Linked DNA regions of Sus scrofa: regions 2 and 3 are each linked to region 1. The links are chromatin contacts, called in public HiChIP or PLAC-seq and promoter capture Hi-C maps. All regions are on one chromosome and are shown on one strand. The core of a region is the stretch at or near the end of the contact, and the rest is flanking DNA. Distances in the headings are between cores, read along the strand shown. Region 1 holds the start of ZNF248 (zinc finger protein 248). Region 2 holds the start of ZNF37A (zinc finger protein 37A). Region 3 holds the start of ZNF33B (zinc finger protein 33B).

Region 1 (4,425 bases), core at 1,246-3,745:
TATTAATATATTAACAATTTAAAAAATACACATATTTTAAAAAGACAAAACTAGTCTGGAAAAATAGGTATGCTGAGAAGGGCAGTGGGCTAAGCAATGGATGAGCAATAAACCCAGGGATAAGCACTGTTGGGGCAAAAGGCAAAGACTTCACAAGGGATAGATGTTACGAAAAGGAGACCTAGGAGGGTAGTGTCACAGACAATAGGGGAAACTTTCAAACAAAGAGACTATGGATAATAGTATCAAATGCTGCAAAAGGGTCAAGACAAAGACAAAGACAAAAACTGGATGTGACTACAATTTGGTGGCCTTTTCCAGAATAGATTGAGGTGAGTGGTGGTAAAGGAGCAAGAATGCATGTATTAGGTTGAAATTTAAATGGAAATGCAGAACAAAAGCCAAGACTATCTGCTACTCAAGCTAGAAATACAAATGAGCTGATACAAGGTTTTATAAACCTTTAGAAACTTGAGAAAACCAATTTTAAGACAGAGTGGAAATAAAAACTCACCTGGGATTTGCTCATTTTTCACTCTTAATGGAGGAGGGAGAGCTGAGGGAGAAGGAAGGAAGAAGAAAGTAAGAACTTGGCTTGCTTTGTAGTTCCTGGATTTACCTGCCTACACAGCTTCACATACAAGATACTTACGTGTCCATGTGTAGCTCCGATATATGTTGAACTTATACATGATACTTTTCACTGAGTGAATGTATACATTTGTTTCTTATTGATTTATTACCAATTTAGGTTCTGTGGCACAGAAAAATTAAAAACATGAAAAGATGAGTTTAACATATAACAGTAATCTAAAGAAGGGAACACTATGGATTTGTCAAAACTGGTACTGTGGGGGGGGGTAAATACCTCAAACCATATTGCTTATCTTTTTTATCTACTAACACCATTAATCCTATGAGGTCAGATAATCCAAGAAATATCTGAAAAAGGGGAAGGGGGTGTTTAAGGCAAGATAAATTTTTTTAAAAAACTTTGCTCTTACAAGTTTCAAGAGGGTCTTTTTTAAAAAAAACTTTGACCTAACTGTGACAAAATGGGCAGTAGCCCAGGAATCTGCAGACCTGATTTTCAACCTTGGTTTTGCCACTAACGAATGCATGATCTTAGCCAGTCACCTTCTCGGCCTCAATTACTTTTTTTCATTTTTCAAATAAGAAGCAGATAACCCAAAAAGATCCTTCCTGCACTACCATCCTGTGCGTCTGCCAGGTCTACAAGGAGAGGAGGAATCTCAGCATGTCTCTAGACACCATCAACAATAGGACACTGAGGGCAGCTCACTTCAGGAAATGAGCGAATGGAGAAGGAGGGGAGCAGGAGGAGGTAGGGACAGATAATGACAGAATTTCCTTAGCTATGGCTGGTGAGCCTTTCAACCTGACCATGACTTCACAAATTCTCCAAAGAGGTGACATTTCCTCTGTAGCCTGCGTGCCCACCCCTCTCAGCTCCAGCTCACCTCTCTCTTCTTAAATCTGTCCCAGACCTTCCACCGCCACACAGCCTTCGATGGCTTCAGGATACTGTGTCATGATTATACATAACAAATAACAAATGAATACATAATAAATAACTTGGGATTTGGGTGATGTTAGAGCCAGGAAAAGGCCTTGGTGGCTAGCCGGTCCAGCTCTTTCCAATTCCATTTCACAAACGTGTTAACTAAAGAATGGAGGCCCTTAGAGACTGGTCCAAGCTCCAACCGCATGTGTTAAATACACCACAAATAAATACAACAAGCGCTCAAAGCTACACAATGCGGCAAACATTCGTGATATCCACCTTTTAAGGGTAAGCAAACCAAGTCTCCCATCAGCTACTAGTGCTGAGGAACTCATTTACCCCCCTGCCTGGAGCACTCCTTCTCCCCCAACTTGCGTTCTACCCCCGTAAGCCCAGCGCACCAGAAACGCATATGCTCACGTCACTACGTGACGCGCACGCATCCACGTTGCGCACGCGCACTCGCTCTTACGCGCACCCCTCACCCTTCCCCGTGGGCCCAGTGCACACGTCACGCAGGCGCTCTCCCCTAGGCAACCCCGCTCCCTCCCCACGGGTACAGCGCACACGTCACGCACGCGCACTCCCCATCCCGCGGCCACACCACGGCGCCGCCTGCTCTACTTAGGGGCTGGGCACCTGCAGACCGAACGAGACCGAGCGCCTGCTTGTGGCGCAAGACTCCGGCCCTTCTAAGGCAGAGAGCCCCCGCCCTCTGTCCCTTCAGTTCTGGGGGCGCCGCAGACTCCTTGGGTCCCGCCTGTGTTCGCGGTGCTCCAACCCCTCACCCGGCACCGCCGCCTCCGCCGGCTCGTTGAGCCGCGCGGGGTCCTCTTGGCCCTCGTCCCCACCCTCTGGGGCTCACCCGCAGCTCCCTCGCCGCGTGAACGTGGAGGCCAGGGATTGTTTCCCACGAGGGGATGGAGGCCGGGGAAGGACGAGCCGGGAGAAGGAGGCGGGGATGCACATGCGCAGAGGGAGGGAGCGGTGCGGCTCGAGGGAGCGCTAGCTGCGAGCTGGAGTTTGGCTCCTGGCAGCTTGGGTTGGAAAAGTGGATTTACCTTTAGAAGTCGATGCCTCACTCATAAATTGCAAAAGTAATCTGATAGTAGTACAGTACCTAGCTAACGGTTTTTATGAGGATTAAAGGCGTTTACATTGTAAAAGCGCCTAAAAGATTATCTTTTCCCAGTATACACCATGCCCACTCCTTTAGAAATCAGCTGCAAGAGTCTAAGTACTGCCTTGTTGACTGAATTGAGACACAGATATACTCACTCCTGCTGTCTGGACCCTGGATTCTGGACCCTAGATTCAGAGATGTACATCAAATATACTGTGCGTTTTAGTATAGACGACAAATCAATGAAAGTAAAGTTGTGCTTGAACTTCACTTATGAACGTAGACAGATGTTACTTTAGTTTTGATAAATTTATCGCCTAGCAGTTTAGGCAATAAATTTATGTAAACTATATGTCTGTGACCAGCGTAGTTATTCTCTGGGATGACGAAAACAAGCTGGCAATTCGGTATTAATAGTAAAAACTGTCCATATGTCAGAAACTGTTAATACACCAAACTTAAAGAAGAAAGCGCATTCTCATCTCTCGAAACTAACCATGCTTTTTCTTGAACCAAAAATACATTTTTTAATGTGGGCATCCTCATGACACGTTTAGCGCAGTATAATCATATGGACATTATTTTATAATGAATTCTTTTTTCTTTTGGGGGGCATATGGAAGTCCAGGGCCAGGGATCAGATCCCAGCCACAGGTGCAACCTACACTGCAGCTGTGGAAACGACAGATCATTTAATCCACTGTGCGCGGCAAGGGATCCAGCCTGCGTTCTGGCTCTGCAGAGACTCCACCAATCCCCTGATGCCACAACAGAAATTCCTATGGTGAACTTTTTATAAAAGAATATGTAATTAACTCTTCTAGTCAATGTCATTTAAATTGTTTTAATAAATTCAAATTTTCCAAAGAGTTGCAAAAAATAGTTCCCATATATTATACACCCAGCTTTCCCAAATGTTAACATTTTACATAACCATAGTACATTTGCCAAAGATAAGAAAGTGACATGGGTACAATTTTGTTAACTACAGAGTTTATTCAGAGTTCATCAGTACTTCCACTAATGCCCTTTTACTAGTCCACAGGATACCACAGTACATTTAGTAATCATGTGTTTGTTCTCCAATCTCGATCTTCCCTTGTCTTTCATTACCTTCACATGTTTGAAGAATAGTGGTCGGATATTTTGAAGAATGTCCTTGAGTTTGAGTTTGATGTTTTCTCCTGATTGGACTGAGGTTTTCATTTGGAGGAAGATTACTACAGATAGTATGAGTCCTACCTGTATATGAGGGACACGTTATCAACTTACATTAATCTTGGTTACTTGGTTAAGATGGTGTCTGACAGGTTTCTCTGCTATAGTTAGGATTTTCCTTTTCCAGTCTACACTTAAAAGTGGGTTCCTAAGGCAGGAGACCTAAATAGGCATTTCACCTAAGAGGATATACAGATAGCCAGCAGGCACATTAAAAAGTGCACAACATCGCTAATTATTAGAGAAATGCAAATCAAAACTACAATGAGGTACCACCTCACACCAGTTAGTGTAGCCATCATTAACAAGTCAACAAATAACAAATGCTGGAGAGGGTGTGGAGAAAAGGGAACCCTCCTACACTGTTGGTGGGAATGTAAATTGGTACAACCACTATGGAAAACAGTATGGAAATACTGCAGAAAACTAAATATAGAACTACCATATGACCCAGCAATCCCACTCCTGGGCATGTATCCAGACAAAACTTTCCTTGAAAAAGATACATCCACACATATGTTTACTGCAACACTATTCAGAATAGCCAAGACATGGAAAT
Region 2 (4,425 bases), core at 1,438-3,937, 190 kb after region 1:
CTCAAGGTCTCAGGGACCAAGAGCCCTGCCTCAAGAAACCACACTGCTTTTATTGTGAGATCAAGTGAGGAGTGGCTATGGGTGGATGATACAGGGTTTGTTTACTATTATATAAGTTCTTTTACTATTTAAAAAGCCACTTAGGTGGTAAAGGGTTAAGCTCTTACTCTGACCTCTAGGCACATAACAGTTCTTAAGCTTAAGTCATTTACCAGTACTGTGACTGTTTTTCAAAGCAGGAAGATGGGATAAAGTAAGACAAGAAGATGGGATAAAGTAAAGAAGGACAAGATGGAGTTTTCAAGGAAACCTGACTTGCGACAGAGGAACTCTTCAATTTAGTTTTAGTTTGCAAAGTCACAGTGCTTTCAATAGTTCAACCCCTCTTTGTGATTAATTGTGAGTTCAGACTTGTGAGTGTCAGACACATTAATGTGTCATGAGATTATCAAATTCAATAATTTCAATTTTTGCAGTGGTTACTATTATCTGCTTTTATTTGTGTACATTTAAACCAATATGCAAGTATAAACTTTGTGAAATATTTTATGAAAAGTGGACATCTATTAAAAAAGGAAAAACTCCCTTTGAGGGTCTTTGTACATAAAACTGGTAGTAAGTCAGATATAAAACCAGCATAGGAGTTCCCGTCGTGGCGCAGTGGTTAACGAATCCGACTAGGAACCATGAGGTTGCGGGTTCGGTCCCTGCCCCTTGCTCAGTGGGTTAACGATCCAGCGTTGCCGTGAGCTGTGGTGTAGGTCGCAGACGCGGCTCGGATCCCGCGTTGCTGTGGCTCTGGCGTAGGCCTGTGGCTACAGCTCCGATTCAACCCCTAGCCTGGGAACCTCCATATGCCGCGGGAGCGGCCCAAGAAATAGCAACAACAACAAAACAACAAAAAAAAAAAATAAAAAAATAAAACCAGCATATACTAACAGGTAAGCATGAGACATCATTTCCTCAACCAGTAGTATAGAAAGAGATAAAAAACATTTTTGAGTAATGGGAATTACTCAAAAAGGCCTCAAATTGATATATAGTGATTACAGTAGAAGTTGTAAATACCTCCACACATTATCATCAATCTTTCAGCTCAAATGACTGAACATAGTGATGCCAAAAGTATTTTCTGATTCCAGAGTTGCAATTAAGATTTCAAGTGCTAGGATGAAGTCTACTGCAGCAACAATAAAAATAATAGCTTCACTTATGACAACAGAGATTACCAGTGTTCTAAATGCTTCATCTTTTTGTTTCAGTATACCCATGGATGCGAACAGTTACAATGCAGAAGATATATTATTTCCCCCTTGCTTCTACACTGCTTCTGATGGAGATACTACCCAGCATTTGGTGGATGTTTGCCTCAAGGGGCAGACACGTTTATTCCAAGCTGAAACAAAGCATAAATGATTCTGTGGAAGATTTTGACTGTCCTGCCCATATTCTGCATAATACTTTCTGTTCAAATAGCTTCTAATGTCATTTCTGTTGATGTTGAAGTAATTGTCATGAATTTTTTCTCTTCAACGTTTATACTGTTTGAATTGAGTGATTAAAGGATATTTGTTGGCATTCAGTGTCTTTAATTGTCTTGCATTCAGAAACTCTTTGGCTCTTTTTTTTTTTTAACAAACAGCTGGGAGAGTTCTCAGTTTATGTAAAGCACTGAAATAATAGTTTAGTTTTTAAGAATTTTAAGAAAAGGCCTCAAATTCTTTACATTTTAAATATTCCATTGAGTGAAGCAAGTTTGCTTATTTCTTATTCATAGTTTTCAATATCTCTTTAGCCAAGGGATTATGGAAATTGAAAGAACAAATGTGTTACTGAAAGATTCCATTGTTTAATGGAACTTGGTGAGATCTGTGTCAGACTTTCTTAAAAAGGAAAAACATTACTTATGAATAGGAAAATAAATTTTGACTTGTGGATAATCATTATTGTATTTGCCATGGCTGTATTTTGGAATGAGTTCCATCTCCTGAATAGTTTCTTTTACGTGGATATTACTAACTGTTCTTCTAGCACGGGAACAAGTGAAATTATGTGTAGTGTTAAAAAGGAAAGGGAAAATTCAACACAAAAGTTTTCCTTTTGTCAGTGGACATATTAAAAAAATCATTATCCCAGAGCTCCAACGTAATCCTGAAGCATGGAAAGGACAATTTATGCCATGAATGATGGTATGTCTTTTCAACAAATCAAACTTGAAGAGCAATTCCCAGAGTTGTTATGCCATTATATCTGCTCATAATGCTAAAGTTGAGTATGTTTTCTCATTAATCAATGTCCCAATGAACAAAGAACAGAATGAGAAGTGACTCCTATAGCAGATATGCTACAATGAAATGGATCAATATAAAAGAACGATGTCTGGAAGAAATTCTATAACTGGATTCTGCAAAACAAGGAACTATAATTAATGAAAGAGACGTAATTTACATTCTTATAATTTAAGATGAGTAACAAATAAAAGTATGTCTCATGACCTGTACTTTACTTGCTAAACCTGGCATGTCTCCCCACTAGGCCCCCAAACACAGGTCCTTTTCGAACTGAGGTGGCTCTCGGGTGGGATGCGCTATCTGGCACAGGACGGGGCTGTCTCGTTGAGCCTTGTGCGCATGTGCGCTGCCCCTCCCCCTCCCCCACTTGCTCTTTTGTTCCCGTTCTACGGCGGGCATCGCGAGGAGGTGGTTCCGGAACCTCTGGAGTCTCCTGGTCCTGGCGCAGCCCGGGAGGGCTGGACAGGGTGAACCGGGTTTCTGTGAGAGGGGCAAGTGAAGGAGGAAACGGCTTTGTCCCCTCACCTCGCTCTGAATCCGGCTCCGTTTTTGTGTACCTGATGAGCATCTGCACATCCAGCGCTCATTAGCAAGTGAAGCTTAATTTTCTCACATCCAAGGTGCTGCGTGGTCTGAGGCCTCGGTAAGACCGCGCGGAAATTGGCTTTCGGGCGCTCAGTAGATAGGCACTTTTTTTTCCCTGTGAGAACCTTGTTCTTTTCCTCTCAGGATCTCTCTTAATCTTCCCAACCACCTGTGGTTAATGTCGCGTCCCCTTTTTAACAGTGAGATGGGCTCAGAGAGGTGATAGAAATGCAAAGTGGCGAACGGGCCGAGGGCAGGAGCAAGGGTAGTTCCCATACCTCGTTCCTGCCCAGCCTAAAATCTGAACCTGAGTCAGTCACAGCAGTTAGCAGCTTCAGGACCTCAAGGAAATCATATTGAATTGAATACAGCATTGCATTTGGGGGATTACTTCCTAAAGAACCTGCGAGTCTGGCGCTTTAATGCAGGTATCCAGGTCCTTCTGACCCCCTCTAGCTTTGCTTGTGCCCTCCGTTTGCTTTTACAGGAAGTTCTGCTTGTGCTTCAACGTGACAGTAAGATCCAGGAGCTTTAGACCCTGGATGAATATTCTAACTGTAAGCTGGTTTAGGTCCAACTTTCCTGCAACAAAGCAGCTTTTGTTAGGGACGGTAGGGGATTCCAGGAGCAGAATTCCTGAGACCTCTGCAGAGATCCAGAGACCAGGAGGAAAGAGCAAAGACTCTTATTGCTCAGCCAGAAGCAATGTGTGTCCTTCTGCCAGAACCACTGTCAAATCCAAACTGTCACAGACTGGGTAATGGTGGAAGTTTTGGGCTAACTTCAGGAGAGATGTAAGCTGTGGTTGGGATAGGAGGGCAAGACAAAAGCAACAGAAGATACTGTTCTTGGGGAGTTGTGAAGACATCATGTGGAAGGAGGTGCTGATCAGCCACAGGGGAGGGAATTACCCTCTTTCCTTCATTCTTTATCTCACTCTTTCTGGATTCTGAGCTGCTACTGCACTACAGCTCAGAATCTAGAACATTACCACTAGAGATATGCTGATGCCTCCTCTATCCTGATCTTACAGAATCAGAGATGGTACTGCAAGGCAGGTCTTTAAGACTTGGACTTAAGACAGGTCTAATTCTGATTTACTTGAAAGATGGAGTTGGGATGGGGTGGATAGGAAGTGGGTCTAAAACTGTTAAGCGGTTACAGTCATACATTTTGTTATGGCAGAATCAAGAGCAGATATGGAGTTTCTTGATGGTCCAGGCAGGTCTTTTCCTTTTTGACAACAAATAAGTCAAAACTAATTTTGTTTTTTAATTAAAAAATACTTTTGAGAACCTAAGACCAAGTAAGGAGCAAACTTTTTTCCTTCCAAAAAAGACCAGCCCTTAAAACACCTTATCTCTTTTTTTAGAACCTTGTGGAGTACTCTCTGGTTCGTAATGAAATTACACATTTTTGTTCTGAGTATTTTTGCATCAGCATCATGTTTTATTTTTTTGTTTGTTTTTGTTTTTGTCTTTTTAGAGCGGCACCTGAGGCATATGGAGGTTCCCAGGCCAGGGGTCAGATTGGAGCTACAGCTGCTGGC
Region 3 (4,425 bases), core at 773-3,272, 140 kb after region 1:
CTGGCAGTTAATTTAGACTTTTTTTTTTTTGGTCTTTTAAATTTAGACTTATTTTTATTCCAGATGATGTTGAGAATGCTTTCGTAGTGTACACAATATATTAAAAGTGAAAGAGAAAAATGTAACTGGCAGGACCCTATAGGACCTTCCCCATTGGACCCCCCTCACACACACACACACTGTCCTCCACCTGTGTTTTGTCCATAGAAAAAGTTTAGCCAAAGAATCTAATTAGAGAGTGAGAAAAATACAGAGGAAAAGGAAAAGTCGAGCAACACAAAATAATAATAGTTTAGCCATTCAACAGTCAAGGACCTTTAGTTCCTCCTGAAGGGCTATAGATAATATTTTGAGCCATGTCCTTGTGAAACTGACAGTATTAACGGCCTGAACCTAGACAGAACACAGACTGGGACTTGAACCCACGTGCTGGGACTTGAATCAAACCTAAACCCACATTGGGACTTGAACACAAGGTTTTAAATTAGAATCACTCACCCTGTGTTTGGCCTCACTGAGGTTCAGGTTCTTCACGTCTCCGTGAAGAAGGAATTCATCGAGAGAGAAAATGATAGGCAAGAAATAGATTTATTAAGATAGGACGCTTATGAGAGATGCAAGTGGGCTGGCATGGAAACTACATGGCTACATGGCTACAGTTTTATCATCCAAGGGTAGAGGGGGTTGGAAAAGCCTGCCTCTTCTTTTCTGGGAGTAGCAGCTCCTCCTTAGTATCTGGTGTATTCAAATCCGCAGAAGAGTGGTCCTCAAACTCCTGCCCTTGGTCTGAATATGAATGCAGTCCTCATCCCATCCAGAACTCTCAAGGATCCACTAATGAAGGAAGACTGCCTTGTGCTGAAGGCTTTTTTGAGCAATCATTAACTTACATTGATCTTCCAATGTCCCCTAAGTTTCCCTCTTTAAATGATCCTTTATTGGGACTTCTACAACTACCTGTGCCTACTCCATCCCTATTGCTTGGAGCTGTTTTGCAGATGCTGTGGCCCCCACCTGGTAGAGGAAGTCAACTATATGCTGCCCACTAGCCTGTAAACCCCATATCGCTTAGAACCAGAAGGTTGATGACGCTGACTCCCAATTACCTCACCACTAACCAATCAGGAAAATGTCCACCAGCTGATCAGCCCTGCTCCTTAAACACTATAAGACTCCTCACAATGCCCTCCAGGGGCAGCATAGTCCTTGAAGAATTAGCTTGCTTTGTTCATTCTTTGGCAATTAAAGCTACTTTTTTGGTTGTTTCCTCCAACTCTAGTCTCCATGTTTCTATCTGCCATCAGTGTAGAGGCAGCTGATACTTCAGCAATAAGTACATACAAAAAATTGTTGAGGAACTTTGTCAAAATATTGAATCTGTCTATGAAAGGGTATATCTCCCTTTATTCAAGTAATTTGGGGGGCCACACCCCTTTAATTTTTCAGGCCAGGGATCCAGCCTTCGCCACAGCAGTGACCCAAGCTGCTGCAGTGACCTTAACCTGCTGCACCACAAAGGAACTCCCTACTTAAGAAATTTTAATGTCACAAATGAAAGAACGTGTACATAAATGACATTATTTTCTTTTGGATTGTGTGTACTTGGCGATTTTTCTATTTTAATTTATTACTGTCAAAATTTTAGTGAACTAGCTTTTTTTGTCTGCCCCCAGCCCCACTGTCCACTTTTTATTCCTGAGAGAATCGCTGATGATATCAGATATTATTCTTTCATTGTATTAACAGGATCTATTTCCAGTATTCAAAAAAGTGAAATGGACAGGCACGTCCCCTTCCCTTGACTTTGTCTAAATGCGCACACTGGTTGCAGACTGAACTCAGCTATAATCCATAAATTCTGCTCTACCTGCTTAGGGAACTACCTCAGACACCCAACGTCCCCGCTGCTAAGTGAGGAAGCACTGTCAGCCAATCCCGAACCCAAATTGCTGGTCGCTGGGACTCCACGTCAACAGCTCCCAAGGTTTAGCATTGACAGTCCGACCCGGCGTGGGGTCATCTGCGCATGCCTAAGCCCGCCCTTTGCTTCTGTGTGCCTCCGCCTTTCACTTCTGTTTTCCTCAAGCGATGCGTGGGAAGCGGTTCCGGGGCGGCCGAGTCTATGCACTCTTCTGAGGCCAGTGCTGCAGGACGAGAAAGCGGCAGGTGAGCGGGGGAGGTTGGACAACGGCCCGCACGGCCCAGGTTTGGGGGCAAGAGGGAGGAAGTCGGTTTGCGCTAGTGGGGAGGAGCTGTGCGGAGCCCTAGGGCAGCGGGAAGGTGGCGTCTCCGTGTGGAAAAGTGGCCCAAGTTCCCACGTGACTAGCCCCAGCGCGAGTTGGCGCGGCTGTCTGAGAGGGCCTGGTTTTGAGAGAGCGAGAGGAGGGCATAACGCGCATGCGTGACGGGTGTCCTGAGCCAGTGGCAAGGGGGCGGTGCTGCGGGACGGGTGTCCCGAGCCAGTGGCAAGGGGGCGGTGCTGCGGGAGTGGAGGGTGGCTGTGGGGCGTGTGGTCTGGAAAAAAGAGCCGCAGCCAGGGCTGATTCAGTTATCTCTTGCTCTGTACACAGGCTCAATTCCTTTGGTTCTCCATTTATCGTTTTTGGACTCCGAACTGCTCTCCAACCATGTCCATCACTTCATCTTGATACATGTTATTACTCTATCCTACTTGCCCTTGCATTCAGGGAGGTTCTTCAAGAATTACCCTTTTTTGTTTCATTTAATAGAATTATGAAAAGTTTGAGAAATAGCAATAGAGATAAATTAAAACATGGATCTCCCCTGAAGCCCTGCTTTTTATAGCTTTCTGTGGAGTCGCTAACCGAAGATTTAGTAACATTAGTAGGGAAATGGATAAACAGCTTAGTCCTGAGTATTTTTTACAGTAGTTTTGGTGAAGAGTTTATTATGTGTCTTGTTACTTGTTTTAACCAATTTCGTCATTTAAAAATTTTTGTGAACATCAAGGGAGATTTAAACTGTTAAAAAAAAAATCTTTAGAAAGCAAATACTTAATTCACCCAGTGAAAACTTTTACCCAAGAGCTACGAGATTATATTAGAGTCATATTAGATAGGTGGTCTTTCACCGTCTTTTTCCCTGTCTCTTCTGAAGGTCAGAGGGCGATTGACATATATCCTTATCCAGTGAGTGTGCTCTGCTTAATAGAGCAGGAGAATTCAGGAGCTGCCAGGCAAGCCAAATATTTGATGACCCACTCTTCCTTTAACCCAGTATATTGTCTGAGTTTTCTATATTTTTCCAAGAACAGCAGAAAATGAGTAAATCCCAGGTAAGTGTTTATTCATTCCTTCATTTTACAGTGGACTTTGTGAGATTTTTCTAAGAGTCCATTTGTTAAGATGGGAAATGAGTAATAAAGTCAAACTTCATAGAAAATATAAAGTAACAAATCAATAGCAGGGCCATTAGCTATATACTGATCATGGGTTATAGCTGTATACTGATCATGATGTTAGAGTTCTGAGTTGACCTGTGGCTATGTTTTTGATATTTTCAATAACCATGGCAGAAATTTTGGTATTAACATAGGGACACATAGTGAATAACTTTCTGGGGACAGCCCTGAAATGAGTGTCTCCAACTGTTCCATACTGAGAGCAAAAGAGATGGTTCAAATAGTCAATTTTATAATAGTTTATTTGATTCTGGTATGAGACCTAGTATGTTTAGAGGAATAAATGGCCTACATGCCTACATGCATATTACAAAACTATTTTATCTTAGCCAGGCTGTGCATACAAGTCATATAGCAGGTGGTTCAAAGTTAAATTCTCTGGTAAATGTTTTTGAGTTTCTCATTCAGATTTCATCCCAAAGCATTCTGTCTTGGTTCTTCCCCTCCACTTTCTCATATCTGTCCAGGTAAAGGTCACAGTGACTCTCTGTAGTTGCCTTCTTTGAAGAACGATAAACCACTGACTGGTCTGCTCTGGAAAGTCTCCTTTGTCCACTTCTGATACTACTCCTCCATTGGCTTTTTCCTGGAGTCGTCCTCATTCTGCCCTGTAGTTTAGTTCCAAATTTAGTTCCACATTCTACTAGTATTATCATTTTATCCATGTGTGTACATCAAAAAAAAAAATGTAGATAGCTGAACAATACTATGTATTGTTTTGGGTGCTTTTAAAAATTTGTAAATTATTTTAATGTATACATTTCCCCCCAATTCATCAATAATTTGAGATTGATTCTTATGTTGTTCCTTTTAATGCTATATTTAATTTTATTATTTTTAATGCTATATATTCCCGTTCTAAATATATATTTTATTTTGTTATTGTTTTTTGTCTTTTGTGTTTTTAGGGCTGCACCAGCAGCATATGGAGGTTCCTAGGCTAGGGATCTGATTGGAGCTGTAGCCACCAGCCTATGCCTACGCTGGCCTACACAGGCCTATGC

Evidence for each region. Promoter capture Hi-C pulls out the DNA fragments that hold promoters and counts their contacts. HiChIP or PLAC-seq counts read pairs in DNA pulled down with a chosen protein or histone mark.
Region 2: a contact with region 1 is called in an H3K27ac HiChIP or PLAC-seq map of alveolar macrophages. The contact joins the promoter of ZNF37A here to the promoter of ZNF248 in region 1. A contact is called at or near these places in 1 of 5 promoter capture datasets (fetal skeletal muscle), 1 of 47 Hi-C or Micro-C datasets (embryonic fibroblasts) and 1 of 2 datasets of contacts at active chromatin or transcription factors (alveolar macrophages).
Region 3: a promoter capture Hi-C map of liver shows a contact between it and region 1, with 4 times the contacts expected there. The contact joins the promoter of ZNF33B here to the promoter of ZNF248 in region 1. A contact is called at or near these places in 2 of 5 promoter capture datasets (fetal liver and liver), 3 of 47 Hi-C or Micro-C datasets (heart right ventricle, psoas muscle and skeletal muscle) and 2 of 2 datasets of contacts at active chromatin or transcription factors (alveolar macrophages and skeletal muscle).

Annotation. Positions count from the first base shown.
Region 1 is chr14:61,045,905-61,050,329 of Sscrofa11.1, reverse strand. It overlaps ZNF248 (zinc finger protein 248), which reads right to left and starts at 2,495. Exons shown (of 6, transcript XM_021072373.1): 1 at 2,391-2,495; 2 at 653-754; 3 at 515-556. The coding sequence starts at 529.
Region 2 is chr14:60,859,886-60,864,310 of Sscrofa11.1, reverse strand. ZNF37A (zinc finger protein 37A) reads left to right here and starts at 2,687. Exons shown (of 6, transcript XM_021072371.1): 1 at 2,687-2,934.
Region 3 is chr14:60,902,785-60,907,209 of Sscrofa11.1, reverse strand. ZNF33B (zinc finger protein 33B) reads left to right here and starts at 2,022. Exons shown (of 8, transcript XM_013983243.2): 1 at 2,022-2,166; 2 at 2,571-3,295. The coding sequence starts at 3,281.